2 separate regions of the Sus scrofa genome follow, and region 1 is linked to region 2. Evidence: chromatin contacts called from public promoter capture Hi-C data. All regions are on one chromosome and are shown on one strand. The core of a region is the stretch at or near the end of the contact, and the rest is flanking DNA. Distances in the headings are between cores, read along the strand shown.

What was found. Promoter capture Hi-C pulls out the DNA fragments that hold promoters and counts their contacts.
Region 1: a promoter capture Hi-C map of fetal liver shows a contact between it and region 2, with 2.0 times the contacts expected there. The contact joins the promoter of LOC102162791 here to the enhancer-like site in region 2. A contact is called at or near these places in 3 of 5 promoter capture datasets (fetal liver and liver), 9 of 47 Hi-C or Micro-C datasets (embryonic fibroblasts, fetal skeletal muscle, liver and 3 more) and 1 of 2 datasets of contacts at active chromatin or transcription factors (skeletal muscle).

Annotation. Positions count from the first base shown.
Region 1 is chr3:693,583-701,101 of Sscrofa11.1, forward strand. LOC102162791 reads left to right here and starts at 6,156. Exons shown (of 4, transcript XM_013987681.2): 1 at 6,156-7,435. The coding sequence starts at 7,191. The region is part of intron 2 of C3H7orf50; the gene reads right to left. It overlaps GPR146 (probable G-protein coupled receptor 146), which reads left to right. Exons shown (of 2, transcript XM_021085947.1): 2 at 1-2,128. LOC110259829 reads right to left here and starts at 1,619. Exons shown (of 2, transcript XM_021085946.1): 1 at 1,540-1,619. The coding sequence starts at 1,609.
Region 2 is chr3:651,845-659,212 of Sscrofa11.1, forward strand. It overlaps C3H7orf50, which reads right to left. Exons shown (of 5, transcript XM_013987679.2): 4 at 4,180-4,261. Among named protein-coding and RNA genes, the nearest start is that of MIR339-1, 11 kb to the right of the region's middle. Within about 2 kb of position 1,312, at least 8 of the 83 cell types and tissues checked have an H3K27ac peak or open chromatin away from gene starts, as enhancers often do. A contact at or near this core is called in fetal liver and liver, where this site is marked.

The sequences.
Region 1 (7,519 bases), core at 4,906-7,405, 47 kb after region 2:
GTGTCTGGTCGGGGCGGGGCCCACGGGCGGTTCCTGCCTCCGGAACAGATGGAGATGAAGGCGCGTGGCCCTGAAGGTGCACACGGGGGGGCACGGGGCACAGGGCCTTCCCTCCCGCCCGCCGTGTCCGAGCCCAGCCGGGCGTCCCCCCTGCCCTGACCAGCCCCATGGACCCTTCCATGGCCGGCAGGTGCTATAAACAGCGACTTGAAAGACGTTCCCTTCCTCCGCCCGCAAGTCTTTTTGCTTCTTCGTTTCTCTTTTCAGGGCCGCACCCGAGGCATACAGAGGTTCCCAGGCGAGGGATCGAATCGGCGCTGCAGCCACTGGCCTACACCACAGCCAAGCAACGCAGGATCCAAGCCGCGTCTGCGACCCACACCACAGCTCACAGCCAGGCCAGGGATCAAACCCACAACCTCGTGGTTCCCGGTCAGATTCGTTTCCGCTGCGCCACGACGGGACCGCCCACCCCAGGTCATTACGATGAGGGGACAGGCCCACAACCCTCTGGTCCTCGATTCTGAAACCCCGAAAAGCCCTACAAAGATTTGTTTTTCATCGTGCAGCAAAGACACAAGGGTACCTTTCTGAGGAAAGAGGGGGATGGTGGGGCAGCGGCCGAGCCCCGACGTGGTTCTGCGGCATAGTTGGCACGGCGCGGTCAGCTCTGACCCTCAGCCAGGCCGCGAGGAGAGCGAGGCTCTTTGCTGAGACGTCCTGCCGGGAGCTCGCCCGGCCGAGGGCAGAGGCTGGGGAAGCAGCCCCGGAGTCAGCTGCGTTACTTCTACAGGCAGCGTCTCCCCTCCGGGAGGCAGCGTCTCGTGAGCACACGGACCCGCGGCCCCACGTGAACTCGGACAGATGGATCCCCTGCAGGAAACCCGGGTGGGGGGCGGGGGGAGGGCCTGGGAGGCTTCTGGGCTCCTGCCCCTCAGGGGCTGTTCCTCCCTCCCCGAGGCACCTGCCCCCGGGCAGCGTCTGAGGACTCACAGCCGGGCTGGGGGGCGGGCGGGAGGTCCGGGCACAGCAGCCCTCAGGGCCGCTCACCTCGGACCAGGCCCGCTCTCAGCCGGAGAGCCCGCACTGCCACTCGGGTCCAGGGAACGGGCGGGTGCGCAGGCCAGCGGTGGCGGGGTTAAAATAAAAGGATCTGGCCTCATCTTTCTCCTCTGCTGCAGGACCAAGGGCTCCGGGGAAGAGGCTGAGGCCCTGAGGCCCTGCATCCCTCCGCCCAGCTCGTCCTCCCCAGACAGTGGAGGGGCCTAAAACCCCTTTTCAGTGTCTCAGTGGCTTCGGATGCAAGTTCACTGTCTCTGGGGGCCTCCTGAGGTGGCGGGGTCGGGGTGGGGGGCAGCCACGCATTTCTCTGTCCCTTCCCACCCCAGCGTCCACGTCTGCCGGGAACGAGGGCCTTGCGGTCATGCTGGCCACCTGGTCTGCCCTCGCGGCCAGGGTCTCGGGCACAGGCCCCGACCCCGTGTGAGGAGCAAGCCCGCCTCCGCCCTGGCCGCTGGCACCACACAACACAGAACCTACCTTCCGTGGACATGCACTTGGCGATGTCGTGAATTTGCCTGGCTCCCCTCTCCCTGCCCCTGTGTCGCATTCCCCGTCTCTGCCCTATCGCCAAAAAAAGTAATGAATTTTGAGATGTTTACAAGAAAGTGAGCAGCTACTGGAAAATGCCAGTAGCTTGTTTTTTAAATTGGAGTTCCCGTCGTGGCGCAGTGGTGAACGAATGCGACTAGGAACCACGAGGTGGCGGGTTCGATCCCTGGCCTTGCTCAGTGGGTTAACGACCCGGCGTTGCCCTGAGCTGGGGTGTAGGTCGCAGACGCGGCTCGGATCCCGCGTTGCTGTGGCTCTGGCGTAGGCCGGCGGCTGCAGCTCCGATTCGCCCCCTAGCCTGGGAACCTCCATATGCTGTGGGAGGGGCCCAAGAAATGGCAAACACACACACACACACACACACACACACACACACACACACACACACACACACACAAAACCTTGTTTTTTAAATTGACCAATCCTGTATTTCTCAAGTGTGTTCCCAAGATACCAGGATGTAAATTTCACCTAATGTTCCAAGGTTGTTAATTCTATTACTGACACTTCTTGACTATAATTTTTTAGTATCTTTTTTTTTTTTAAGGCTGTACCTGTGGCACATGGAGGTTTCCAGGCTAGGGGTCTAATCAGAGCTGCAGCTGCGACCTACACCACAGCTCACGGCAATGCCAGATCCTTAACCCACGGAGCGAGGCCAGGGATGGAACCCGCGTCCTCATGGAGACTAGCTGGGTTCGTTACCACTGCGCCACGACGGGAACGCCTCCGCCTTGACTGTAATTTTAAAGTCAACGACCCTGCTTTTGTTAACAGACAAAAGCTCATCTACCTTTTGCCAAGCTTCATCACTTAAGACCCCAAAGGTGAGAGTTTAATCTTCATGAAGGTTATAAAACTTACTGCAGGAAACCGGGTCTGCTGCTAACTGTGGCAGAGACATCAAGAAATCAAACTTTGTACCTTTATAAAAAGCACCTGACCAAGGACAAGACAGGAATAAGTCATTAAGCAGTTTAATTACGGGAGTTCCCTTTGTGACTCAGCAGTTAAGGAACCCGACTAGGATCCAGGAGGTTGTGAGACGGATCCCTGGCCTCGCTCAGTAGGTTAAGGATCCGGCGTTGCCGTGCGCTGTGGGGTAGGTCCCAGACGCGGCCTGGATCCCGCGTGGCTGTGGCTGTGGCTGTGGCTGTGGCTGTGGCTGTGGCTGTGGTGGAGGCTGGCAGCTGTAGCTCAGATTCGAGCCCTAGCCTGGGAACTTCCATATGCTGCAGGCGTGGCCCTCAAAAGCAAAAAGCAAAACAAGACCTAACAAAAAACCAGAAGTTAAATTCTATGTCAAGTTCTTGAATTTAAAACCAGCTGGGAAATTTGGGGGCTAATTACGAACGAGTTCAACCGCTGCCTGCCCAGCTCAGGTTCTCCCAATGAATCTAAGAACCTGCTGAGGAAAACCCCGCACACCGACGATTAAATCACCTGAGACTTATGACCCGACTTCCGAAGCTTTCCGTGCGCATTTCCCGGGGTGGGTGACCTCTCAGAAAACAGCTCAGAAAGGGTCATAAGTGGCTCTTTCCTGTCGTGCCGTAACCCCAGCATTTTCCGCTTCCTCCGTGCGCATCGGAGCTGACCCGGAGCCAGGCAGGCCCTTCCGCGCGTTTCGTGTCCGGCGTTCGGGAACCTTGGGGAGGGGGGTGCCGACCGTGAATCCCGCGTGGACGAACCCCAGCTGTCCGAGGGCCAGCTGTCTGTCAAGGAGCCCGAGTGGACGGGCCCCGCACACCCGCCTCTCTACCAGCAGCGGTTTAGACGGTGACAGCGGCCAGGCCTGCTCCGCACGGGTCGGACACGGACCGGCCCCCCTCAGGGCGCCTGTGGGGACGGGGGGGGGGGGGTGCATGAGGGGCCGATCTCCCCCCGTGGCTGACGCCGCTTTGCTCACAGCAAGCACCCGAGAGACGTGGAAAACGAACCCGACAGTGAACCGTCGAGGGGCGGAATGCAGTCAACACGCTCGCGTGCGCTCAGCGAGAAGCTCCCGTGTGCGCAGACATGCGCGTGTCCCTGCCCGCAGCCCTGGCACGCCGCCCGCGCTGCCGCCACCGCCCAGGACACAGATCCAAACCATCCAAACCGCAGCTGCCAGCGGGCTAAGGAAGGTGGTTCCTCGTGGGAGAAGCTTCAGAGGTTTCCCTTTTCGTCAAGGGCCCGAATGCAGAGCTCGGACGAGCGCATCGGAGGAGCCCTGCATCCCCCCGACCCCCGGCTGCCTATCACCTCCCGGGAGCCTGCGCCTCGCCCGGAGCCAGAGCCGGCCCCTTGGTAGCGGCCTCCGGTGGCGGCGTCCCCGCCGGGCCCTCAGGAGACCCGACTGGCCGAGTACGTCCGCCCCAAGCGGCGCCGGCCGCCCCACTGGCACCTCGCGCAGCCGCCGTCGGCACCGCCGAGTGCCAGCCCTCGGCCTCCGCCCCGTGGGGAAGCTCCTCTGTCAGCAGGTGGGGGAGGCCAGGGACCCCCTGCCGGGGCCCAGCGGACACGCGGACAGCAGGAAGCAAACTCGCCCCAGGGCCAGCGCCACCCCTTCGGCCCCTCCCCTGGGCTCCTCGCGCCCAAGAGCAACCCTGCAGCCTCCCTCGGGCTCAGCCGCCTCCAGCCTGGAGCGCCAAGGTCTTCCAGGAGCTGGGGGTCGGAAATGAATGCAGTTCCGCCACGTCCCCGCGGACCAGCAGGAGGAGGGCGCCTGGCTCTGGGGCAAGGGCTCAGGAGGACCTGGTCTGCACAGGTGACACAGAGGTGGCTGGCCTGCCGGGCCAGGCATCCGTCCCTCCACAGCCGAGCTGCTCCCGACAAGGCTGATGGTGGGGGCCTGTGCATTTTCACTGCCACCGGGGATGTGGTGGCTTGACTCTGGCACAGTTTACCCATCTGCTCTATTGGTGATGGGCATTTGGGGTGTCTGTGACCACGGCTGGTTCCTGCGAGCGGGGCCCCCCAGAGCGGCTGCGGGTGGTGGGCTCCAGCCGGGGCTTTGTCTGACTCCAGGTGGTTCTCGGTGGCCCTGGAGGTGAGACCTCCTCTCCCTTGTCAGTGGGACAAGCCTGAGTTCCCGCTGTGGCACAAGGGTTGAAGGCATCTCGGGAGTGCTGTGAGGCAGGTTCGATGCCTGGCCTGGCACAGGGGGTTAAGGATCTGGTATTGCCACAGCTGTGGCTTAGGTGTACCTTGCAACTGCGGCTTGGATATGATCCCTGGCCCAGGGAATTCCATGTGCTGCGAAACGGGCAAAAAAGAAGAAAAACATGAGTTCCCGTCGTGGCTCAGAGGTGAACAAACCCGAAGAGGATCCATGAGGATGTAGGTTTGATCCCTGGCCTCGCTCAGTGGGTTAAGGATCCAGCCTTGCCAGGGGCTGTGGTGTAGGTGGCAGATGTGGCTCGGATCTGGCATTGCTGTGGCTCTGGCGAAGGCCGGCAGCTTTGGCTGCCATCACACCCCGAGCCTGGGAACCTCCATATGCCGCAGGAGCGGCCCTAAAAATACAAAACAAAACAGAACAAAACAAGAGAGAGAGAAAAGGACAGTCCCCAGCGCCGTTCTGGGGACTCAGCAGCTGCCTTATGGGCCTGAACCGCTGTCCCGCCACCATCACAGGTGCTCTGTGGCCGTCACGCCCACGACAGCACTGACCACGGCTTTGTCTCAGTGAAGGGTTAACTCACTGGAATTCGCACCTACTTCAGCTGGACCCTGGGAGATGCCCAAAAGTGCACCCAAGTCTCCAGGGGGCACGAAAGTGTCGGGGTCTCCGAGAACCACGGGGCAGGTCCCGTGTCCCGGTTTTCATGTGAAGCAGGTGCGTCGGGCCAGCGCGGTCCCCGGAGCACCCTGCTGTGTGACCTGGGGCGAGTTCTGAGCCTCTCTGTGCCCCGTCCTCCTCTGGAGCACCAGGCACTGGGAAGTGCTGACGGCGGGAGCACCGTCGGCTCCCACCCACCCCGCACCCCTGACGCAGGGCCTGCTTACCCTGAAGGGAATCACGTGTGCAGCTCAGGTGCCAGCGCCCCGGGCCCGACCGCCCTCCCGCGGGGCTGGGCGGGGGGCGGCGGGGGGGAGGCGGGGGGGGGGCGCAGCGGGGGACCTGCGATGGGACCTTGCGCCCTGCGGGGACTGCTCACGCAGCTGTGCCTCCCGCGGGCCGCCTAGAAGCCCGCCCGGCGGGGCAGGAGGAGCGGGCCAGGCGCCTGGAAGCCCCGCCTCAGAACCGGGAGATGCGACGCCCCCCACCCCCAGGCTGCGCGCTTCCAGGTTCCAAGCAGGGTGAGGGCGACTCGGGAAGGCCCCGCCGCCGGGGCAGGCGCGCTCACGGGGCGCCCCCCAGTGGCTGCCGATGCTCTCGGTCTGCGCGGGAGCGGAGGCCGCTGAGGGGGAGCCCGGCTCCTAAAGCGGCCTTAGGCTGAAGCAGTGGGGCTCCCGCAGGCTCGCAGCCCGCAAGGGGGGGTTGGGGGACACAGAGCAGGGCCCAGAGGATGGGGGGACACAGAGCAGGGCGGGGAGGTTTGGGGGGGACACAGAGCAGGGCCCAGAGGATGGGGGGGACACAGAGCAGGGCGGGGAGGTTTGGGGGGGACAGAGCAGGGCCCAGAGGATGGGGGAAGGCGTAGGCAGGAGCAGAGGAGCCGGGACCCAGCAGCTCCCCGAGCTGCACCGGGGCCCACCCAGGTTCCCACAGCTCCTCGTTCACCAGCAGTCTCGGAAGCGCAGACCCGTGACCGGCACCCCTGGGACCCTCTGCTCCCGCGCCCAGGCCCCCGGCCCCCGGTGCTCCGCCGGCCGCCTCCCGGCCATCCTCCAAGCCCCTTCCGCTGGGCCGCCAGTCACGCCTGCCTTGCCGGCTCTTGGGCTAAACATCCTCTGACTTTCTCACCCGGGTGGTCTCGCGGCCAGTGACACCCCAACAGGAAAAAGGCCTGGGAGGGCCTGGCAGAGGGCTGCCACGTACCCAGCCCACAGGGAGCCTGAGCCCCCTACCCGGGGGGAGCAACCGCGTCCGCCAGGGCTCGGGAGCACGCCGTTCGCCAGTCCAGACGGGCGGCCAGGGTTCCCCGCGCGGCTCTGACTTTACTGAACCCCCCCGAAGCGTATTTTCAAAACAGGGGAGCTGGACGGAACACACAGAGACGACTCAAAGCTGCTGCTGAACACAAACAGGTGTCAACAGTGACACGTAAGCGACAAAAGTCAGGACAGGAAGTGACACAAACGCCTCCTCACCCCCTACCCACCCCCAGCAGCCGCCCGGGAGCCTCACAGAAGTGCAACCGCGCCGCGGAGCGCGTGCAAGGCTCCGGCGGTGTCCCGGCGTCGTCCCCTTTAGGCCCCGGGGGAACAGCCGCGGTGCACACTCGCCGCCATTCACACACCCCAAGTCGGCTCTCTGGCGGGTGTCCCAGCTCTTGCGCGGAGGGGGCCCCTGGGGAGGGCGGCGGCGGCACTGGGCCGTGCCCGAGGGCACAGCCCATGTGGGCTTAGCACAGAACAGAGTGTCCTGGGAAAGGCGGGTGTGGGGGAGGGGCCCCCGTTCCCCGCGACGGGCTGGCCCCGGCCACCTCCACATGGGGCTGCGGACACTCAGGGGAGCCAGGAAACGGGCAGGGGCCTGGGGCGTGACTGTCTCGATGACGCAGGACTGTGTGGGCCAGCTGGGCCCCGCTGTGTCCCCAGGCCCAAGGCGCCCTCCCTGCGTTCACATGCACAATCTAGGCGACGGGCAACGGCGGGGACGTCACGGGCCAAGAGGGAGGCCACCCACGCCATCCAGGGAGCCCTGTCTCCTGGCCCCAAGCCCAGCCCAGAGCAGGTGGGCTCGGGGCCCAGAGGAGAGCAGCGCTCGTGCCGAGAGCCGGGCTGTGACAGAGGCGGGACGCACGGGCTGGGTGCGGCT
Region 2 (7,368 bases), core at 62-2,561:
GAGGACAAAGAGAAAAAAGACAATGGTGGCAACGTCTAGGGGCTGAAAACGAGTCAGTAGGCCTGCGGAAGATGAGGCTTGAGCTGAGAAACCCCGATTATGCTGCAGGCTCCACCGCCCCGACCCTGCTGCCCCCAGGGCTCCAGAACCAGCTGTGCAGTCACTTTCAGGAGTGAGAATAAAGACGGGGCTGAAAACGGGTGGCTGGAAGTTCACTGAAAAAGCAGTGAGCAGAGTCCCCGCTGTGGCGTCACCAGATTGGCAGCATCTTGGGAGCACTGGTTTGATCCCTAGCCTGGCACAGCGGTCGGTTAAGGATCTGGCACTGCCACACGGGCGGCTTAGGTCGCAACTGCAGCTCGGATCTGATCCCTGGCTGGGGAGCTCCCTGTGCTGCGGGGAGGCCAAAGCAGCAGCCACACACACGAACTTCAAAACCCACTAGAAAGCTGCGTCGGTCAGGACGGCGGAGCCCTAGGCGTCCGCACACACGCGGACCAGGGACAGGACTGAGAGTCCGTGGCCAGGCGACCTCTGAGGGCTGCCAAGGCCAGATAAGGGGGAGTCCTCTTTTCAACAGGTGGTGTTGGGACATCTGGACGTCCATGAGCAAAGCGAGCTGACCCTCACGCCACGTGCGAAAGTTAACTCAAAGTGGATCCAAGTCCTGGAAGAAAGAGCTAAAACTAAGACCCTTAGAATCTAGGAAATAAAACCCAGGGGAGAACATCTTTGTGGCCTTGGATTCCTCGGTCTCAGCTCCGACAGCAAAAGCACCAGCAGCTAGAAGAGCCCAGAGACGCTGGACCTCACCACAAGCCAGAGCTCGTCACAGCAGTGGATGTCACGGTGTGCAAATCCCAGCTCCAAGAAACTCACTAAGCGGCTGGGGTGCAGAGCCCAACCCTCTGAGGGCCGCGGAGGCCGCGGGTGCGGGGCTCCAGGCGGGCGAGTCCAAGGGGAGCCGGCGTCGAGAGGGTCTGTGTGCTGGAGGCGCCCCCCCCCCCCGATGTTGGCAGCTCTGCGGCAAGACTAGAAGCTTCTCTTCTAGAATCTGAGAAATACAAGAGAGAAGCCCCAGAGAAGCTGACACTGGGGGCTGGGCCCAGCCCCTGCCCACGCCGCACGGAAGCCGGGGGCCCCTGGGCCGGCCAGGCTTTGAGGCTCCCCCTAGGACACGTGGGCCCCACAGGGCACCAGATGTTGGAGCAAAGTCTCTGATTTCGAAACCAGAGGTCACACAGACCAACAGACCACAAGCAACGTGGGTGAAACGGGGCCGCACAGGAAGAGAGACGTCTTGAACGTGTACCCGGCTCTCAGGGCGAGACCTGGGAAACAAGAGGGAGCTGCCGCCTGGCGGGTGGGAGGCCGAGTCCTGACCTGACTGCGGTCCCGACCTTCGCCCTGGGCCTGACCTCAGCGTCCTGCCCTCCGCCGAGGCCCTGACCTCTGCCGCGGTCGGCTCTCACCTGTCTTCTTTGCCGAAAGGCTCCTGCCGGAGCCTCGGCCTGCTCTGCAGCGCCCTTACCCCGAGGGAGACGAGCTCTCTGAACGTCCCCGAGGCGGCCCCTGACCGGAGCCTGCGGGCGGTGGCTTCACGGCTCAGGTTTTCCTGCTGGTCTGTTTTCTGGGTCACGGTGCTTTGGGTCCGGACGGAGACCGTGAGCTCCGCTCTGCTCTCGCCACTAAGTCTTTGGTTGGTTCCGGGTTAAGGTTGGCACCTGACGCGACGAGGGGCCGCCTTCATTCTCTAGGTGGGGGCGGTGGCGGAGAGGGAGGCGCCGAGAGCCCCAGGCTGGCGGGCAGGTCTCAGGCCCGCCAGGAGCAGCCAGGCCACGACCGGTTTTACAGCGAGAACAAACGTCTCTGGGGACTGTCCCTTCTCTGGGTTCCCAGGAAGGAGCCAGAGACCCCTCTGTCCACAGAGGCCGGGGCCAGAGCAGCACAGGACCCCGGCCCCATCCTGACCCTGCTGAGCCCCCAGGAAACATCTGCTGAATGAGGACGCAAAGTTCCCAGCACTCCAGACCCATGGGCAGCCAGGTGCCCGCAGCCCAAGGTTTTCTGACGGCCCGGCTGGGCCGTGTGAGCCCGTCCCTGACCTCAGGGGCTCACCCCCCTCAGGGGCTCACTCACACTGGCTACCGCGCCCTCGCAGCTGCCCATCCAGACGCAGTCCCATCTCCCAGGGCAGCGCTGGAGGCCGGGTTCTGAGAGGGCACCTGCTGTACCCCGTCGTCCAGGCTGCCAGGCTGGGGGCCCGGGGGTCAGCGGAAGCAGACGAGTCCCATTCCCGGGGGGTCACATCGCAGCAGGGCAGACGGAGGAGAAGGACCGCAGGTGCGGGGAGGGGCTGGGTGCCAAGACCACCCGCTGGGGGAAGAGCTGTCTTCTTCTTTTGCTTTTTGTCCTTTCAGGGCCGCACCCGCGGGATGTGGAGGTTCCCGGGCTAGGGGTCACATCGGAGCTACAGGTGACAGACTACGCCAGAGCCACAGCAATGCCAGGTCCGAGCCGCGTCTGCGACCTACACCACAGCTCACGGCAATGGCGGATCCTTCACCCACGGAGCGAGGCCAGGGATCAAACCTGCAACCTCACGGTTCCCAGTCGGATCCGTTTCCACGGAGCCACGACGGGGACTCCGGAAGCACCGTCCTCAGGCCACGCTGCTGGGACCACAGCATGGCCTCGCGCTGGCGACACCAAGATCACGCGACATTCGGAAGCGACTGTGAGGCGACCAGAGGCTGAACGTGAGGACGGAAACTAGAAACCCCTTGGAAGAAAGCGGGGGTAAACCGCCCCGCCCCGGATCAGGCAGCAGTGGCCTCTCGGCAATGTCGCAAACACACAAGCAACCAAAGAAAACACGGGAAAATCAGACTCCATCAAAACTGAAAGCTCCCTAGGACACACGCCAGGTGGTCTCGAGTGGCCGGGGGCAACCAGGCAGCAGAGGGGCTCTGGCAGGGGCAGGTGGCTTGGTGGGCGGTCAGTCTAGCCAGCTGTCACCCCAAGCCCTCAGTCCTGGGAGAGAGGGGTCCAGGGAACGGAGACCCGGGGTGTGGGGAGGCCAGGCCTCTGCCCGCGGCTCTTGCAGACGCCTCACGGTCTGTCCCCTCAGCCTGGGACGTGGGGACAGATGTCTGAGGACCACAGGGAGGAGGGGCGGGTGCCCCGAGCCGAGTGGAGAGTGGACGTGGCAGGACGGCGGGGACCCGGGGAGGGGACCACGCTGACGAGGGTACCGCGCGGCTCCACAGGGAGGCAGCCAGGCTCTTCCTTGGCGGGGACACGACAAAGGACACAGAAAAGCCCCATCTGGCCAGCATCACAGCAACACTGACCCAGACAGGGCCACAGAGGGACAGGAGAGCTGATGAGTACAGGGCAGCGACCCCACAGACGCGAGCTCGTCCCCGGGGGAGTCGGTAACGTTACAGAAAAGCCACCAGCAGAGTCACGTGATTGGTGTCACCATCAAGCCATCACAGATGTCCCCACCCGGGCGTGGACAGGCCCAACCCAGCTCGCTGGCCCGACAACTGCCCTCTCGGAGCAGGTAGGGCCACGAGGGTCAGTGGACGAGCAACGATCCGGACCAGAGGATGCTGGGGGGGCGGGGGGAGGGCAGACGCCGGGCGAGTGTGATTCTCGACGGGTCCCCCCGCAACCAGGACGTCACCGAGGGTCGGAGCTGGTGGTGGCCACGTGGTGTGGAGCCCTGGCTGAGGCCGGCGTGTGGGAGACGCACGCGGCAGTGCCTGGGGTGACCGGCCCCCAGCCTCAGCCTCAGCCCCACACCCCGCCGGGCCTCCAGGGCTTCCGGCGGTGCTGCCACATCCGCAGCCTCCTGGGCTCAGAGTCCGGCCACCGGGCAAACCCAGCAGGGTTCCGACCCCACCCCAAGCGGGTTCCTCCTGAGCCCGGGCTTCGTCTCCGTAAGGATGGCCGGGGGCCACGGCCACGGCCTCTTTGTAATCCGAGCCGGGGCTGGGCCTCGAGAGGAACGGGCCGAGGAAGGAGCTGTGCGGCCGGGCCCAGGGGCCGGGGGTAGAGGGAGGCCAGGCGCAGAGGGGCCGGGCGCCCAGGCCACTGTGCCGGATGGGGCCTGCCCACCCCACCACTGGGCGACCTGAGCCCCGAGGGTGCCCCCCGCCCCAGCACACCCACCTGGTCCCTGTCGTACATGTGCACCAGCAGCCAGGTCTGCCTCGTCTTCTGAAACCTCCAGTCCTCGCGCTTCTGGGCCCAGCTGGGGAAGCAAGGACAGGACGTCTCAGCGCCGGGACACGAGGAGCAGGAGGGCGCCTGCGCCGACTGGCCTGGGGGGGCCCTTCCCCGGCTGGGCGCAGGGCATCCAGGCCCAGAACCTTCCCCGCCCGAGGGCGGCTCAGAGGCCCCACGCCGGGGACGACGTGTCGCCGCCACACACCTGCGGGGCCCTCGGCCAGGCGCCCCCCCCCCCCCCAGCACGAGCAGCAAAGGCACTCGCGCTTCACCGTAGGAGGCTCACAGGAGCCCCTGGAGCCCGCATCAGTCCTCCTGGAAGGGCCACCCGCCCCCGGAAGGGCACAAGGATGAGAGGACAAGCCCGGGGAGGCTGGGAGCCTCGACCCCGAGGACCACGCCGGCCTGCACGTCCCACCCAGGGGCCGAGGACACCAGGACGAAGCCCGCTGGCCACGCAGAGCCTGGACTGGCGGGGTCGGGGGCAGAGGAAGTGGGCAGCACAGGGCGCCAGTGCCAAGCGGAGATGGGAACGCCGGGACGGGGAAGGTAGGTGGGGTCCGGGCGGTGTGCGGTGAGGGGGGGCGCACAGAGACCCTTCTCCAGGGCCCAGGTGCACCCAGGAGGGTGGTCCCGCCCTGCCCCAGGAGGTCGCACACGTCCAGCCGCTCCAAGGACTGCAAGAGAGCAAAGGACCAGTTCACAGCTCTGGCTATGGCTGAGGGGCGGGGGTGGCACCGGTCTGCCCAGCAGGTGTGAGCCCTGCCAGGCCCAGTGGGGTCACCAGGCTTGGGTGAGACACCAGGTCTACCAAGGGGGAGCGGGCGGAACCCGGGTTGCCCGTGACTCCTCGGTGGCTCAGCCATTCCAGGAATCCAGAAGATTCTGCTTCATCCAGAGCCCAGGGGCGGCTGGGCATCACCCCTTCATAGAACACAGGGCTCTGGGACGCCCCCGTCCCCACGGTGCCCTTCCTGCCTGTCACGGGGTTCACACGGGGCAACACTTTTGCCCCGCCGGCTCTCCCGGGATCCCCTGGAGAGCGCCCAGCCACCCTGTTCCTGGACCCGGCTCAAGGCTCAAAGCCCAGCCTTGGCTGCATCCCCAGGATTCCAGGAAAGAAGACGAGTTCTAGGGGGAGGTGCGGGGTCTGCGTGGTGACGGTGATGACACCAGTGGTGGCGGCAGTGACGATGCCTAGAGTGGCTGTGATGGTGGTGGTGATGCAGGTGACAGCGGGGATGAGACTGTGGGGACGACGGTGGCGAGGAGGCAGTGGGGGCGAGGAGGGGGCGAGGAGGGCACCGGGGGTGAGGAGGGGGCAAGGAGGGCAGTGGGGGCGAGGAGGGCAGTGGGGGCGAGGAGGGGGCGAGGAGGGCAGTGGGGGCGAGGAGGGCACCGGGGGCGAGGAGGGGGCGAGGAGGGCAGTGGGGGCGAGGAGGGGGCGAGGAGGGCAGTGGGGGCGAGGAGGGCAGTGGGGGTGGTGACAGTGGCGGTGATGGTCCCACTGGTGCCACCCTCCTGGTGTGCAGGGTGCGGCTTTCGAGGCACCTGCGAAGCCACTGTTTTGTCAGGTTCTCAGCACGGAGGGAGCAGGAGACCCCCGCCCCATTCTGTTGACCTGAGAGGCAGGTGCAGAGGGTGGCCTTGCCCAAGTGCTCACAGCCGCGAGCCCTGCCTGGGGGGCGTCTCAGGACACCCCCACCCTCGCGCTGCAGACTGCGGTCTCGGCCCCCCCAGGCACCTCGCTGCTTGTGGCCACACCGGCCAACCGACCACCTGGCCTGCAGCCCCACTGCTCAGCCCGGGCCCCCCTCTGCAGCGCAGATGTGGCTCTGCGGAGTGCCAGCTCCGGTGTCTGAGGACACTCCTTGGGGTTCAGCCATGTCCCTGCTTCAGAGGACATTCCTCTGTACCCCCCAGGGGGGACTGAGCCCTAGGACAGCCAGTTAGCACGTCACGGCCGCCCACGGCCAACTGCACACGAAGTCCCAATCCTTCCAGAGGCTCAAGGGCACTTGCATAGCCCAGCTGGGGGCGCCAATGGTGCCCTTGCTGCGTGCCCACAAGTGCTGGGCCACCACTCACAGCCAAGTGGCCTGGTCACCAACCTGCCCTGGCCTGGCTGAACTCTCCCCAGCAGAAATTTCTGGTCCTAAGCCCGGCCGTGCCTGAGCACCTCCTCCAGGAAGCCCTCCTTGGCTTCTCGACTGTCAAGCCCCTTCCGCACCTCATTCGCCATCGCCTTGGTCCCTGATGGCTGAGGCTCGTGCCTGCCCCCACCAACCCCGTGTGCCAAGCTCACCACTTGCCCAGGGTGGATACTCCTCAGATGTTCTCTGCCAGAGGCCCCGACAGCAGGGTGGACCAACGGGCTTGGGGGCTTGGCCTCCCCGCAGCTGAGCTCAGCTAGCTGGTCTCACGGCAGGTGCTGGCTCTCGGGGCTCCGGCTCGCAAACCCACTGTAGCCTTGGGCGTGGGCAGCGGGTGGGTGGGTGGGGGGTGCCCCTGCCGAGGCCGTGTCGGGACCCTGTTGGCGACTCCTTGTTTGACGGCGCTGACTCCCGTCTGATCAGGCCCAGCAGCGGCAGGACGGCGAGGGCTGTGGGCGGTGCGTGGATCTGGCCTTGCCTCCCGTGACCCCGCTCCCAGCGCGGCCTGCATCTCGGGAAGGACACCAGGACCCTACCCCACCCAGGGGCCCGTGGAGCAGCGGCTGCGAGACGCACTGTTCCGGGAAGGGGGCGTCCTCCACTGCACCTTCCAGGACCTTCCTTGTCCCCCTGGCGTCCAAAGGAGACCCCAGCGACCCCAGCGACTGCCGGGCCACGGCCCCCATCCCCACACCTGGCCTCCTCTGCCCGTGGCCTGCCGCCCTTCTGTCTCCAAGGCCACCCGTCGGGGCTCACCCACCGCGTGGGGGTGGGCACGCGGAGAAGACGGCTTTCTGGGGAGCCTTGTGTTCTGGGCCCAGGCTGCCTGCAGCCTCCACGGATCCTGGGGGCGGGGGCACCCAGTAAGCCATCCCCTTGGGCAGGGCGCATTACTGGGGTGTCGTGTGGTCCTCCAGAGGCTGGAGGAAGGTGAGAGCAATGGCCACAGTCAGTGGCCTCCTGGGGACAAGCGTCGGGG